Linked DNA regions of Zea mays: region 2 is linked to region 1. Evidence: chromatin contacts called from public Hi-C data. All regions are on one chromosome and are shown on one strand. Each heading gives the region's core, a stretch centred on a gene start, on an enhancer-like site or on the middle of the called end of the contact. The rest is flanking DNA. Distances are from core to core; before and after follow the strand shown.

Evidence for each region. Hi-C and Micro-C count contacts between places; a contact is called where the count stands out from the background.
Region 2: a Hi-C map of leaf shows a contact between it and region 1, with 4 times the contacts expected there. The contact joins the promoter of LOC100502415 here to the enhancer-like site in region 1. A contact is called at or near these places in 6 of 25 Hi-C or Micro-C datasets (bundle sheath, ear, leaf and 1 more).

Annotation. Positions count from the first base shown.
Region 1 is chr7:126,247,759-126,255,089 of Zm-B73-REFERENCE-NAM-5.0, reverse strand. No RefSeq gene overlaps it. Among protein-coding and RNA genes, the nearest start is that of LOC100502415, 120 kb to the left of the region's middle. Within about 2 kb of position 3,164, at least 11 of the 20 cell types and tissues checked have an H3K27ac peak or open chromatin away from gene starts, as enhancers often do. A contact at or near this core is called in bundle sheath and leaf, where this site is marked.
Region 2 is chr7:126,369,379-126,376,239 of Zm-B73-REFERENCE-NAM-5.0, reverse strand. LOC100502415 reads right to left here and starts at 4,258. Exons shown (of 14, transcript NM_001365550.1): 1 at 3,223-4,258; 2 at 2,920-3,079; 3 at 2,685-2,733; 4 at 2,299-2,412; 5 at 1,666-2,172; 6 at 313-726. The coding sequence starts at 3,931.

The DNA of each region.
Region 1 (7,331 bases), core at 1,915-4,414:
AATACCTTAGAGGGAGCTCCACATTTTTACACCCATAAATATCTATACAATTGCTCATGAACCTGTGTTGCACCAAAGCACAATATTTTGTTCTTATGGAAGTTGATTTTGTCCTAAAATTTGTTCACAGACAAAAGGCAGGAATTTCATATAGAAACCTTCTCTAGATCATGCTCTAAGAGCAACTCCAAACGAACATGTAACTAACCCAAAACAGATATTAGTAAAAAATAGTGTTTTTTCTTACTCCAACAACTCCTCCATTTCCCCCCAAAAAAATTCATGTCCCGCATCCACAGCCTCCTCTCCCTCATATTTTGGTGTGTTCCATCCCTCCCTAATCCATTCCTCAACGCATCAGAATATCCATATCCTCCTGGCGACTACACAGATTGCGCCACCTGTCATATTTAGGAGAACTGTTGGAATACACATCATGATTCACTTTTAAAACTTTGTAGCCTACTCCTAATAATCAGTTTTTGGGTGAAATTTTTAACATCTTTTGGAGTTGCTCTAAAAATAGGATTGTGTCATCCACATATTGAAGCATATATAAGCCTCCATCTATTAAGTGGGGCACTACCCACTGACTTGTGCTTCCATATTTGCCCTTTTAGTTATATGGCCAACATTTCTGCTAGAATATTAAAAAGGAGGGGTGAAAGCGGGTCTCCTTGCCTAAGACCTTTCTTTGTTTGAAAACAGTGACCTATCTCATCATTAACGTTTATAGACACACTACCACCCGAGACAAAATTCTTTATCCAAGATATCCATATCTTGGAGACAAACCCTTCATCTGTAGAGTTTGGTATAGGAAAGGCCACTTACTTTTGTCATGTGCCTTCTCAAAGTCTATTTTGAAAATTACCCAATCTAGCTTTATTCTGTATAGCTCATGGATTGTTTCATGTACGATTACTAGCCCATCTAGGATATTTCGTCCTCGTATGAAAGCGGTTTGGGGTTGGATTCACTATTATGTGTGCTATTAGATTAAGCTTGTTTGTAGCAACTTTGGTGAAGATCTTGTAACTAACATTCAAGAGGCAAATGGGTCTATTTTGTTGTATTAGGTTCGCGTATTATACCTTAGGGATCAAGGTGATTACACCAAATTTCAAGCTAAACAATGGCGGGTCACACCAAAATAGGTCCTCAAACATTTGCAGCGAATCATACTTGATAATGCCCCTTATTTTTGGTGGAACTTTGCTAGAAACCCATCTAGACCTAGAGCTTTGTTTCGCTCCATTTTGGAGGATAGCATTAGTTATCTCCTTTTGTGAAAAAGGGTATTTTGTTCCTCTTTCATATATGTCCCAGTCTATGGTGACACGTAAATAAGCTACCACCTGAAGTTAACACACACACACCAAAACAAAGCTAGTTAAAACCTAAAACCATGAACCAATTAATAAAGTAAGTCTGTTTGAATCACCTAAAACTAATGTTTAGGTAGACTATTGTATCATGTGGGCCCCTCACCATCCTCCTCGTTTTCTTCCCCAAGCCATCATGCACATACACCGTCGTCCATTCTCGTTCTCCCTCTATCGCGCGCTCACTCTCTTGCTCAGTGTTGCCCACCTCCACGCCACCGTGGTCGCATCAACATCCAATGACCAACTCTGCATCGCCACCCACTCCTTTGTGCCACCATGTTGTGCGCTTGCGCTCCTCCGTTGTGCCCATATCGTGCACCGCCAGGCTATGAGCCTATGCTTGTCTCTTGTGCCCATACCACGCTACACAGCCTGTTTCTTCGCGTAGGGATTGAATCTAGCTAATGATCCCATGAGTCTTGTTTTACTGTTGTAGTGAGTGTGAAGACAAGTTTAAAGAGAAACATATATATTGTTAGCCGTTCGATAAAAAATGAGAATATTGGATATGATCTCTACTAAGAGAGTCTAACTTGACATGTCAGTTAAGATCCACCTATTAGTGTCGATCTATTAGATTATTTGTCGTGATAGGCAGTAACCCTATGGATTGATTATCTAGAGTAAGCCCTGATCCCATAACATGTATATAAATAAGACCAACTATGATTTTAAGATTAAAAGCTAGTCCCCCACCACTTAAACCCATATAATTGATTAACTAGACCATACGAGGGGTTCAAAAGCTCGACTCCTGTTCTAGGTGGCTGCCGATATGAGCTACATCAAGTTCTTCATAAGGGGGAGCCTCATCTCTCAATTGGTGAAGATTAGAGCATCTACTTCATCCATATCAACCCTGCTGCAGACTGAGACTTGTTCCGCATAAAATGAAGTTAGTGGTCATGTTTAGCGACCTAAGAGCAACTCCAGGAGCTTGTGAAAAAAGTCGGCCCGAAAACCAGTTTGAGGGATACTATAATTTTTTTCATAGGCTAAAAGTATGTACGCTAGAGGAGAGGAGTGCCACTTGACTCGTCTGATCCATTTGCTTCTGCATGCAGGGAGGACAAGCACCAACTGACAGCGTCAAGAGATAGAGATGCCAGATAGAAAGTAGGATGGCAGAGGAGCAAGAAGCCACGAAAGTCTAGTGTTTTCGCACGCACCAAAGTAGCAGCCCAGGAGAAGCTAGATGTGTGCGCCGGAAAAAAGATTGGGGGCTTCCCACCTCCTGCACAAATGAGGGTCCTCCCACACAAATGAGGGTCGCCAGGGATGTTTTCGGAGCTGCTGAACTAATGATTTTCCATGTAACCCTCAAAAATATTGGCTTGGGGCTTCTTTTGGTCATCCACAAGAGTTGCTCTAAGTTTAAGGTTCTGTTTAGTCTAAGGCCAACTTCAACATCCTTTTTCACAATAACATGTCCCCACTTTTATTTAAATATGCCATCCCTCCGCTGTTTTCTTGGTACGCATCTCTAGAAAGCTAAGACAGCACACCAGTGAAGAGTCCAATGCCATCGCCGTCGCCGTAAAACGACGAGGTAGTTGTTGAGCGGTTAATTGCTCAATCATTCAGATGATAAAACTAGGCCCGTTGTCCAGACCTTGATCATGTGAGGAATTCCAGAGCAAAGTCCAAGCAGGTGATTTGTAAGCTACTACGAATTTCTACCCTCGGCTAGACCTGAGAAGCATAGGTTAATCGACGATCTGCCCACCTGTGGCGCGCGTGTTGTCAAGCAGGTAGATCCCGGTGGCAATGGTGACTGGTCCATGGCATCGACGTGCTGCAATCAAAGGTTAATCGACGTGCTGCATTCGTCTTTTTTGCGACCGCATGGGCCCACCACCGTTGGCAGAAGCAGTGTCAGACTGTCTTCAACATGTATCTATGTCATTCCTTTATCACATCCACTATTTCAATTTTCACTCTATAAATCCTGTAATTTAGAGAACAAATCCCTATTTTACATGATCTGCTACGTACAGTCTCACGGACTAATCCATCAGTATCCTTCAAGGACGCATTAGTTACAACGGCAATCAAGGTGGTATGGTCATGGTACGGTACGATGCAAAAATATACTGCACAACTTGGAAGTATCAGTGTCAGATGGAGGAGGATCGGGCAGCTGCATTGAGACGATGGAGACTATGTGTTGCCGTCATGACCTCAACGTTTACCAACCACGGCTGACGTTGCGATCCAGCGACCAGCGGCCTCGGTTCCACTTCCACCCAGTATTTGCTCGCTGTCCTCGGTCCTCCAGTTTTCCATCAATTTCTAGTGGAAATAACTAGGCATGCTCAACGGGAAAAAAGAAAAGAAAATGGAAGGAACTGGGCGTACAGTTAGTCATATAATTATGTACTGTTTCATGACTCCATGGGGTAGGTAACGGATTGCAAAAGATACTTTAAATAACCAGCAGCAAAGATGTCAATACGCAGGACTTCCAAGGCCGCCGGCTATGGACTGCGATGACACGGCGACCATTAGGTATTTATATTATTCGTATCTAACTCTAAGAAAATATGTATTTATATTATCTGTATTCGGCGGATATACCCGACCTACCTGTTTTCACCTGGCGACCACCTCTAGTTTTCGCATGGTTCCGAAAAGACCAACGCGTTAAAGATTTCAAAATTTTTTTTTTTTTTGCAATGCAATTGATAAAAAATAAAATAAAAACATGCTAAGGTCTCGAGAATAACCGCGCACACCTGACACAATCATTTACAAATCATAAGCCATGCGTCATTTCACCCAAAGCTTCCTTCCTAATCTTGCGCCTACTGAGTGAAGTGGAGGGCGACAGATTTAGTTATTTTACCTACTCCATCTGATAGATAGCCTTGCCGTGATGTGTGCAGCTACTGCACCAGGCGATGCTTGGAGTTTTTGGTCGTTGCTGCTGATCGAGTGTTCAAGGACCATCATCCAAAACAGGCCCGGGGCTGTCGGTCAGAAAACTGGAGAGGGATCAGGGGTGCAACCCGATTTAACGCGACACGTGTCGATGATTCCATACTGTACTGTAGACACGTCACACGTCATAAAAATCCCAAGACAATGGTGTTTCAGGTACGTACGACGAAATAAGCCTTCAGTGCGTTTAATTTGTCTGTGTCACCGCACTGTGCCAGCATCTCTCGCCGCCCACAACTCAGACCAGTTCCAACGGTACGCGTCACCGTGCTATATCAGCGTACTATATCAACTATGGACAATAATATTATCGACACTATTCAGCCCTTATCTACGGGAGTATACAACTTTTAGCCTCAATTTACCACCACTTCAGTATCACATCAATTTTTCTTTTATAAACTTTTAGCTACCTGTTGACGCTTTTTCGGAGCACCAAATACTCAAGAAGAACCGGCGGCGGTGCTCTCTGGTCAGGGGCGGACGGTCCGCGCGCAGGGGCCGGACGGTCCGCGACCTGGCGCAGGGGCTAAGGTTTCCTGCCTGACGGCCGGACGGTCCGCGCCCTGGGGCCGGACGGTCCGCGCGTGCGCAGGGGCGGCGGAAGATCGCCAGCGGCGCCTGGATCTCGCTCCCGGGAGGGACCCCGTCGGGGAGGAGAGATCCTAGGGGTTGTCTAGGCTCGGGCCGGCCGACCTAGACTCCTCTAATCGGCGTAGAGTCGAAGAGAGGCGAAGAATTTGGGGATCGAGAGGCTAAACCTAAACTAGACTAGAACTACTCCTAGGATAAAATGCGAAATAGAACTTGTATTGATTCGATTGTTGATGATTACAAATCGGCCGTATACCTCTCTATTTATAGAGGAGGGGGGCTGGACCCTTTACAAACTAATTTCCGAGCTTATCCCATGATTTTAGCTAACAACCGTAGCACAAAACTCGGAACCCTAATCTGTTCTGCGCACGCGCGGACCGTCCGGCCCACAGGCGCGGACCGTCCGGACCGCGGACCGTCCGGCCTCAGGGCCGGACCGTCCGCGCTCAATTTGGTGCTCAACATATGCCCCCTGCCTTTTGGTGGAGTTGAGCGAACCAAAAGCAACTAACTCGATGTTATCACATCGGTTTTCTTAGGCATCTTGCCACTTACTAGGATGGTACGCAGTGGCCTTGGTCTCGATGGTTGACTCAATGGACGTGATCCCTTTAGATTTGATCGAACTGTCAGTCCCAACATCGCCGAGCGTCATACTGGTCCTGACCAATTCGTCACCTTGCCTTCCTAATTCTCTAAGTGTTCTGGCGTAGCTCCGTAGTCGACCAGGTCTTCTCCATGCAGGTCGTCTTCCTCCATGGGCGTCGGTACGTCGTCGGAGGTGTCTTGGTGTAGTGCGGATGGTTCGGCCTCAGGGGTCGGATGGTCCGCGTCCTGTGCAGATGATCCGGCCTTTATAGCCGGACAGTCTACCATACCTGCAGAGAGATGCACAGTTGTTGTTTTATTTACTATCTTTGCGGCCGTTTGACTTTTCTCAACGGCCTTTGGTCTCCATCTCTTTTGCGGTGGCGGATACTGCGGATGCGTGTCATTGAATATTCTTTCTGCCTCTTTTTCCTGATTCTCCTTTGCTCTGAGGCGCTGTAATTTTCGCTTTTGCGATCGTGTCAATCCCGATGGACACCATCGGGGCATGGAGTATTTTGGATCGGCTATTTTATTGACAGTCGTACTTTCTTTTTTGTTTGTGTTGGCCGATTCACCAAAAATCATCGGACCTTCGTTATTTTGTTGTACGACGACATCTGTCGCTCCTATTTTAATGACCTCTCCCTTTTTCGTACTGTTGGAGGTTATAGTTGTATGTCCCCCTGCCGGATTAGTCAGCCTTTGGGGCTGAGTTGTTCGGCAATCTTGCTGGGCCTGTGCTCGTGGACCAGATTGAGGGGCTCTCAATCGGTCTTGTACTGGAGGTGTCAACCTATTGAATACAGATGTTTGGGGTGCCCCCCAAGCGGGGTACTGTGGCATCCCAAATGGATATGGTGGCATGCCCCACATTTGATTTGGGACATATGGTGGAGGTATGTATGTGTATGGATATGGCATAGGTGGATATGGTGGTGGAGGTGTCCATGCAGGTACGTTAGGTCTTAATTGAACATTATGACCTTCCGTCCTTTCCGATTGGTGTGGTGGTCCAATCGGCCTAACCTGCCGTCGCACCTGGGTGGGTAAGCGAGGTCCCTTTGGTGGCCGGTCGCTGGAGCCAGCCTTCTTTTTCACATATTTAGACAATAATTGATCAAAGGTCGGGCTAGATTTTACCAATCGACCAGTTGCCTTGAATGTGTTAGTTTTCCACGTACCTATTTCTGGTCGTCGTGGTTTGAAGGTACGTGGTTGCCGCGGCTCTTCGACGTTGCCGGACCGTCCGTCGGAACGCTTCGGACCGTCCGGTGATGTTACGGACCGTCCGCGCCTAGACACAGGACCGTCCGCGATGCGTAGTATGGGTTCTCGCGCATATCCCCTTGTCTGTGCTTGCCCCCCAGCGCTGGAGTTTGTGATGGTTACCTTCAGTGTCTCCCCTCCATCAGGAGTCTTCTCGGCCATCACTTTCCTGCAAGAAATTTTGTTGTTTCCATCGGCCTCCCGTGCGTTGCCGATGATGACTTCTTTGTCTTTGCCCTTATCGGCTGTGTTGGGCCGAATTAGGACCTTTTTGCCATTAAAGTCGATCACATTCATTGGGAAGGGCTCCGTGTCCTCCTGAAATTTCAATCGTCCCTCATTAATGGCCGATTGAATTTGTCGTCGGAACACATTACAATCATTAGTGGCATGTGAAAATGAGTTGTGCCACTTGCAGTATGCGCGACGCTTTAGTTCGTCGGCAGGTGGAACGATATAATCAATTTTAATGTTACCATTTTTTAGTAATTCATCGAATATCTTATCACATTTGCCGACATTAAATGTAAACTTAACCTCCTCTTGTCG
Region 2 (6,861 bases), core at 3,009-5,508, 120 kb before region 1:
AGGAGGAGCTAAGGCAAGCAGTGGCGGGGAGCACCGGACGCGACAACGGCGTGTCCAAAGTAAAAAGCGACGCGGGTTACCATCACCTTTGCCCTCGCGCGACGGGCCAAAACAGAAAATCGTCACCCTCCCAAAAAAAAAGCTACGCGACGTGTCGCAACCAGCAACGCCCAACTAACCTCGCCCAAGCAATGAAATCGATCAAGTGCGTGCCACGGAACGGACGGGGAAAAAAAACGCGCCGAAACCAAATCGCAATCCACATCACACACAGATGGGGAAAGGGATCGATCGGGGGATGCACGTACGTACCGTCTTCTCGTACCACCTCCGGACGAGGAAGAGGAAGTAGCCGTGCGCGAGCAGGAGCGCGTACACGATGCCGAGGAGGTGGTGCGAGTACCAGAAGGCGTTGAAGCCGGTGAGCCGGTTCAGTGGCGCCGGGAGCCGCGACGTGCCGGCGGCCGCGCCCGCGCCCTTGGGCTCCCCCTTGCGGAACGGGTGCGTGGCCAGCGTGAAGGAGACGGTCATCAGCACCACCATGGCCACGCCCGTCACGCCCTCCGTGCCCGACAGGAGCCCCGCGTACGTCGGCTTGTCCGCGCCGAACGCGCCCGCGACGAGCGCGTACTCCTCCGGGCTCGCCGCGATCACCCGCGGGAAGTCGCACGCCAGGTGGTTCCCCGCGTGCAGCGTGATCCCCACCACGATCGCCGTCGCGATCATCTGAATCAGAGGAAATGAAATAAAAGCATATTTAGTTGATCAAGTTTCTTGGAAAATTTTCACAGCTGCTGCAATTACGGCAGTGAAAGTGGACGCAAACGCACGTCATTGTCTTTGCTTCGGTCACGACGAGTCGTTACCGTGACTGACAGTGCCCTCCACGGTTACTTTCCAGAGAACAACCCGGCACCGCTGCTGGGGACCCAGCAGCGACTGGGACACTTGTGGCCCGCCTGCAGAGACAATTCTCGGTCCGTGCCAACTTTCACCGACCGGGAAGCGGCTCTGACTTTTGACTGGACCCTTACTACTGCGCTGGGCTTTGGCAGCACGCACACGCACTTGTCCCAACCGTGGGCAAGGGATCTTCTGTGCCGTACGGCCCCACTTACCGCCGGGACAGAATCATTAGACCGCGTGTCCGCGCCGCTGCCCGCAGTGCAGTACGGAACATGTGATGGAGACTTGGCCTACCGCCTGCGTATCTGGGGAACCCACCGTAGATGAGTACGCTGCACATGTAGTAGTAGTATGGGTGTATAGTAAGCCCAAAGTCTCAAGCTACCACATGGGTCCGGAGCAGCCTTCGGCCGGCAGCGGCCCTTCCACACGGGATCCGGGACCCCCCCTACGTGGGCGGCCAATCATTGGACGCCACGTTCCCGCCGCGTACGACACGGCCTCCGCGCCTCGTCTCCGACGGCGACGGCCGAACTAACCACCGACCCATCGGCCGCCGGAATATTTACCGCAAGTGACTACCCGTGAGTCGTCGTCGACCGCTTGGATGTTACTTACCATCATGGGCGACGAATCTACCGTGGGTAGGTGGCTCGCCACGTCGGACGCGACGATATTTGCGGAAGCGGCTGGCGGTGGGGAGCTTGCACGGACATCATGGAGTACACAGTACAGTAGTAGAGTCCGCTCGTAATTTACCTTGTGGAAGGTGATGTTGTCGTCGAAGGGGACGAAGAAGCGGGCCCAGGAGGAGCGGAGCCACGTGAGCGTGTTGCGGCAGACGGGGAGCAGCACGAGCGCCATGTTGAGCTTGAGCGTCTCCGCGGCGCCCTTGGCCGTGGGGAGGCAGTACCCCATCACCTGGAACGCCGCCATGCGCCGGTACTGGACGAACTTCCACACGAACAGCGCCGCCATGGCCGCGAACCACAACGCCAGCACCCAGGCGCGGCGCCAGTTCTCCTCCGCCGCCACGCGCACCCGCGCCGCCGCCTTCCGCACGCCCCAGCTCCGGCGACGCTCGCGCGGAGGCCCCGGGTGGTCGCCGTCCACGCCGCAGCCGCCGTCTCCTCCTCCCCCTGTTATCGTCAGCGCGCCGCCGACGCCGAGGTTCTGGCTCCACTGGGCCCCGCTGGCCGTGCTCAGCGGGCGGCTGTAGTTCATGTAGGTGTCGCGCTGGAGCAGCAGCGCTTCGAGCTGCCACAGCTGGCAAGACAGGGAAGAGGCAGCACACGTGTCAGTCCGGCGGCAGCACGCGTACGTACCCCCCCAAATTTCCCCTGGTCAAAAAGACAGTAGCCCGTAGGGCATACGGCCCGCGCGCGTACGTACCTCAATGTAGCCAAGCTTCTCCGGGTCGAGCTCCTCCATGATGAGCGACGCGTACTCCTCCGCCTGCTCCTTGAGCTTTGCCAGCTTGTTGGCCGACGCGCTGAGCACGATCAGCTGCGGTGGCAGGAGGGAGACCAAGCCAAACATCTCGCTGGATTAGCGGCGGAGCACGTGGATAGTTTACCGCAGTAAATAGTAAGTAGGTTTAATTAATTAAACAAGATCAGTATGTATGGTACACTGCACTGGTACTGGAAGCAGCGGTTTGGTAATCAGAGCAGGGTGCCCACAAGAAGGTTCTAATGGTGCTCTACTTTCTTTTGGGGCTGGCAGTTTGAACTAAACACAGAGATGCAGAGAGGAGTGAAGAGCATTAGAAAAGTCACCTCCTGTACTTCCTCCCTCGTTATCCTCCCGTCCACGTTGGTGTCCACCCTGAATTTGGGACCGAGAACGGCACCAGAAGGAGAAGAAAGCTTACTGTCAAGAATCTGCGGGGGCGCAAAGCGTAGTGCAGGTGCGCACGCACCGGGAATTGGGACGGATCGATTTGTGACGTTACTTTACTTGGGACCCGGGGAAAGGAAGAGAAATGGGGGCGCGTGAAATTTAGCTCAGTACATGTCGAAGAAGATCTGGAGCCGCGCGTCGAAGCTCTGATCGGAGATCTGGAGCCAGAAGTCGTAGAGCTCCTCCTTGGTGATCCGCTCCAGGTTCTGCCGCCGCCGCCGCGCCAGCGCGTCGAAGATGCCCACCGCGAACTCCTTGGAGTCCACCATTCCTGCAGTTTGGGCGTGGAGCGCCATAAGATCGCGGATAAGGACGTCGCAATTACAGTAGGATCGAGCTGTTTCCTCGCGTGTGCGGAGGATAACAATGTGAACTGCAGGCAAGAAGCAGCAGCGGCGTCGAGTGTGGCCGTACCGATGCATTCGCCGAAGTCGTCGCGGGAGAGCAGCCCTTCGCGGGCGAGGTCGTTGAAGCGCTCCTCGACGCGGCGCCAGAGCTCGGCGGCCTCGACGGAGCCCGTGGTGCGGCTGATGAAGCGGAGGCCCTTGAGCGCGCGCCTGGCGCCGGCGCGGGACCGGTTGAGCTGCGCCTGCTCCCGCCGCCGCTCGCGCGCCGCCATGGCGGCCTCCCGCTGAAGCTCGGCGGGCGTGGGGCGGTACGGGGACGGGGAGGGCGACGGCGACCGGAGCCACGCGAACTTCTTCCGTATCCGCGACGACGTCGACGAGCACCGGCTCAGGCGGCCGCCGCCCTCCGAAGGCGCGCGGCGCGGCGACGGCGACACCCCGAGGACCCCCGCGGACGGCGGCGCCGGGAGGGAGGCGGCGCCGTAGAGCGCCGCGCTGGTGGGCGTGACGCTGCGCACCACCATGGACTCCTCGTCCAGCTCCAGCATGACCTCCACCAGGTCCCCCTGGTCCGCCAGGAATGCCGGCAGCATGCCGCCGGCGCCGCCGCTCCCGGCGGCGGCGGCGGCGAAGAACTCCTCCCCATAGGCGGTAGTGTAGGACTCGTTGTCGGAGGCGTCGGTGGCTGTGGTGGTGGTCTGGTCGTCCGCCAGGTAGTCCGCGATGCGGCGGTGGCCGCTGCGCCGGGCGTTGCTCCCGCGCGACGGCGTCCACATGGCGGCAGCCGCGGCGCGAGAGCTGTCCTCCTCTCCGAGGCACAGCGGTGGTTGCGCCCCGCCACGCCTGGCCCTTTTATTATCTTACCCGTAGTCTCCCAGTCCGCTCCGCAATGCGTCCGTCAGCCAGCTATCCCGTTCCCGTGGGCAGGCACCACCGCACCAGGCAGGCAGGCAGGCGGGCGGCACTGCGGCAGCGGCTGGGCGGTGGCCGGTGGGCGGCCCACGCCCGGGCAAGTGATTCCTTCGCGGGCGCGGCCTCCTCGTGCTTTTTTTTCCCCTCTCGTTTGCTTCGCGGTGCGGTGCTCCGCTACCTATTGGCTATTGCGTTCCGCGGTTCTGCCACGGCGCTCGGCTAGCCGCTTTATCAACGAGTGCCGAAGCGAGCAGCGCTTTTTGGAGGCAAGGCTGTGACTGGGCTGGGCTGGGTGGGTGGGTGGGTGCGGCACACCCCAAAACGAAGCTCCATGCGCCACGAGTTTGCGATGCGGTGCTCGGTTCGGACGTGGGAGACGCGGTCGGTGGGCTGGTCTGATGTGGATTTGGAGAACCTCAGACAGACGCTTCCAAACGAGCGAGATGCGGTGGTCAGTGCGGCGCGGCGCGTTCCTTGTTGGCAAAATCAGACCAAAATCCAGCATGGTCCACTGTTTATGGTGTGAGTGGTGAGCTTCAAACACGCAAAGGAAGGGTCGTTTCGGATTGGCGGATTATGGTGCGAGTAGATACAGATTTGCTAAGGTCAGCCTCAATAAGGTTACAAAGTTTCGTAATAGTTTTATAGTCATTAAATAAACTGATATCATGTAGCATCTGTTTAGAAGCAAAGTTTTTTAATACCACAGTTTTACAATACTAATTTTTTTAATGCTATATCATAAACAAAATATTTCAATACCATAATTTTGCAATACCATAGTTTCACACGCAACAAGGAAAGACATTGGTCTAGACCAAATTTTTCAATACTATGGTTTTACTATAGTATTCATAATAATGTGGTTTTTAATATATAGTTTTTAAAACATTTACCAAACATCTTTCTGTATAAAATATCAAAGTCTTGTTAAATACCATGGTATTGCATGGAACTATAAAAAAAACTTTGCTGAGCATAATAGTAACAAAAAAGTGATATAACACAAAGGTATCTAATGTTAATACCTTTGTGTGGTGCCATGTAGCAATATTGTGCTTTGCTGAACGAGCTACATTGTATATAACTAATAACTGAATATAAAAATATAAATATGTAGTTGATATTTACCCATGGTATTTAAGTACAATAACTGATTATCGATGATTGGTTTTAGTTTAGTGTTGACTAACCTCATGTAGTGAGTATAATGTTGTACAATACAACTCTTGACTCGTGATGTGTAGGTGTGAAGCACATAGATGAGGTTAAGTGAGTTCATGCTGATGGACTAGAGTGGTGGAGGACGGACGCTCAGACTTCAATTGAGGAATTGGAGAAACCGAAGCAATGAGCGTGATGGTTGACACCTAGTGAATCAACAAGTGCAAAAGGTAGATGGAGGAACATATCATGTTAACCAAGTCAAGCAAATACATTATATGACTTGGTGATTAGGCAATCATGGGCTGTCGGTGACACGTGTCGAGATCATGAACTGAGTGTATCATGTATGCTACTCATGAGGCGTATAGTGGTTTGGGCCTCAAAATCATCGAGCAAACAATTTCTTGGTTTTTGGTCTCAAAACCTGATTAAAATTTTGGTGGAAACATGAGGAGGTATATGGCATCATCGTGAACCTTGCGTCAAGGCAAAGCAAAGTCGTGAAGAGCCCATGACCACTGGATGCACGTTGGGATGTGTAATAGCTCTAAAAATAAGACATGAGGTTGTCCAACTAGCCATCTCTTCAATTTTATATCTCGAGTCATTCCTAGCCTAGGTCCTAGTTGTATGAGTTTTAATCTTTCATCCGGTTTTAGCTATTGAGATCTGCAATATGGAGTGAGTACTCTATTGTGTTATCTTTCCCATGTAAGAATCAGACTTGGTTGATCTTCAAAAATAAATTAATCATTTCTTTGAAATTTTTAATTTGAGTTCTTACTTGTGTTTGGATTTTTTTCTCTTTCTAATTCACTGTCTTCACCCTTTTGATGGATTTAGTGTTCCAATAGTTTGGGTTTATTTTGGTTGGACGGATACGTGTAAGGACCTTTGAGGATCATCCCTACCAAATAGTTTATGTAGATTTCTCGTGAGCATGTAGATTCGTCTTTTGGAGCAAATCACTAAAGCGACCAAGCCCCAAACCCTTCAAGGTCTAAAGCCCCATGGGAACAAGGGACTCATTGTGCCTAACTATAACCCAATCATAAGATAATAGGATGTTATTGGTTCCACTAGGGGTAGTATGACCTCACGAAGGGACCCCACATCTTAATACCTAAAGACATGTCCATAGCATTAGCTTAACAAATAAATCTTAGGTACAACATATTAAATGTGTGATGCGTGTCATTATATGATTGGCAAGTGTGTTGTTACCATGACTTAGCTATAGGGTGCTTAAGATCACTATGTGGTATGTGCATCAATCATGTAGCCACACATGCACTCATGAAGTATACTATGAAGTATTATCAAGTGCAAAAGGCTACACTGGCTACCAAGTACATCGTACTAGGTGGCATGGCCCCTAGTGCCTAGTGTTGAGATATATCATACATGCCCTGGAGTAGGTATGGCAACCACCTAAGAAATGACATCTCTAACACTGTGACACGACTTGGGCATGGGCCCGATATGACTCCAAGTGAAAGGGAAATAGGCTTACACCTTTCCTAATTGATTTTGGTGGTTGAATTGCCCAACACAAATAATTGGACTAACCAGTTTGCTCTAGTCTATAAGTTTTACAGGTGCCAAAGGTTCACAACAAACCAATAAA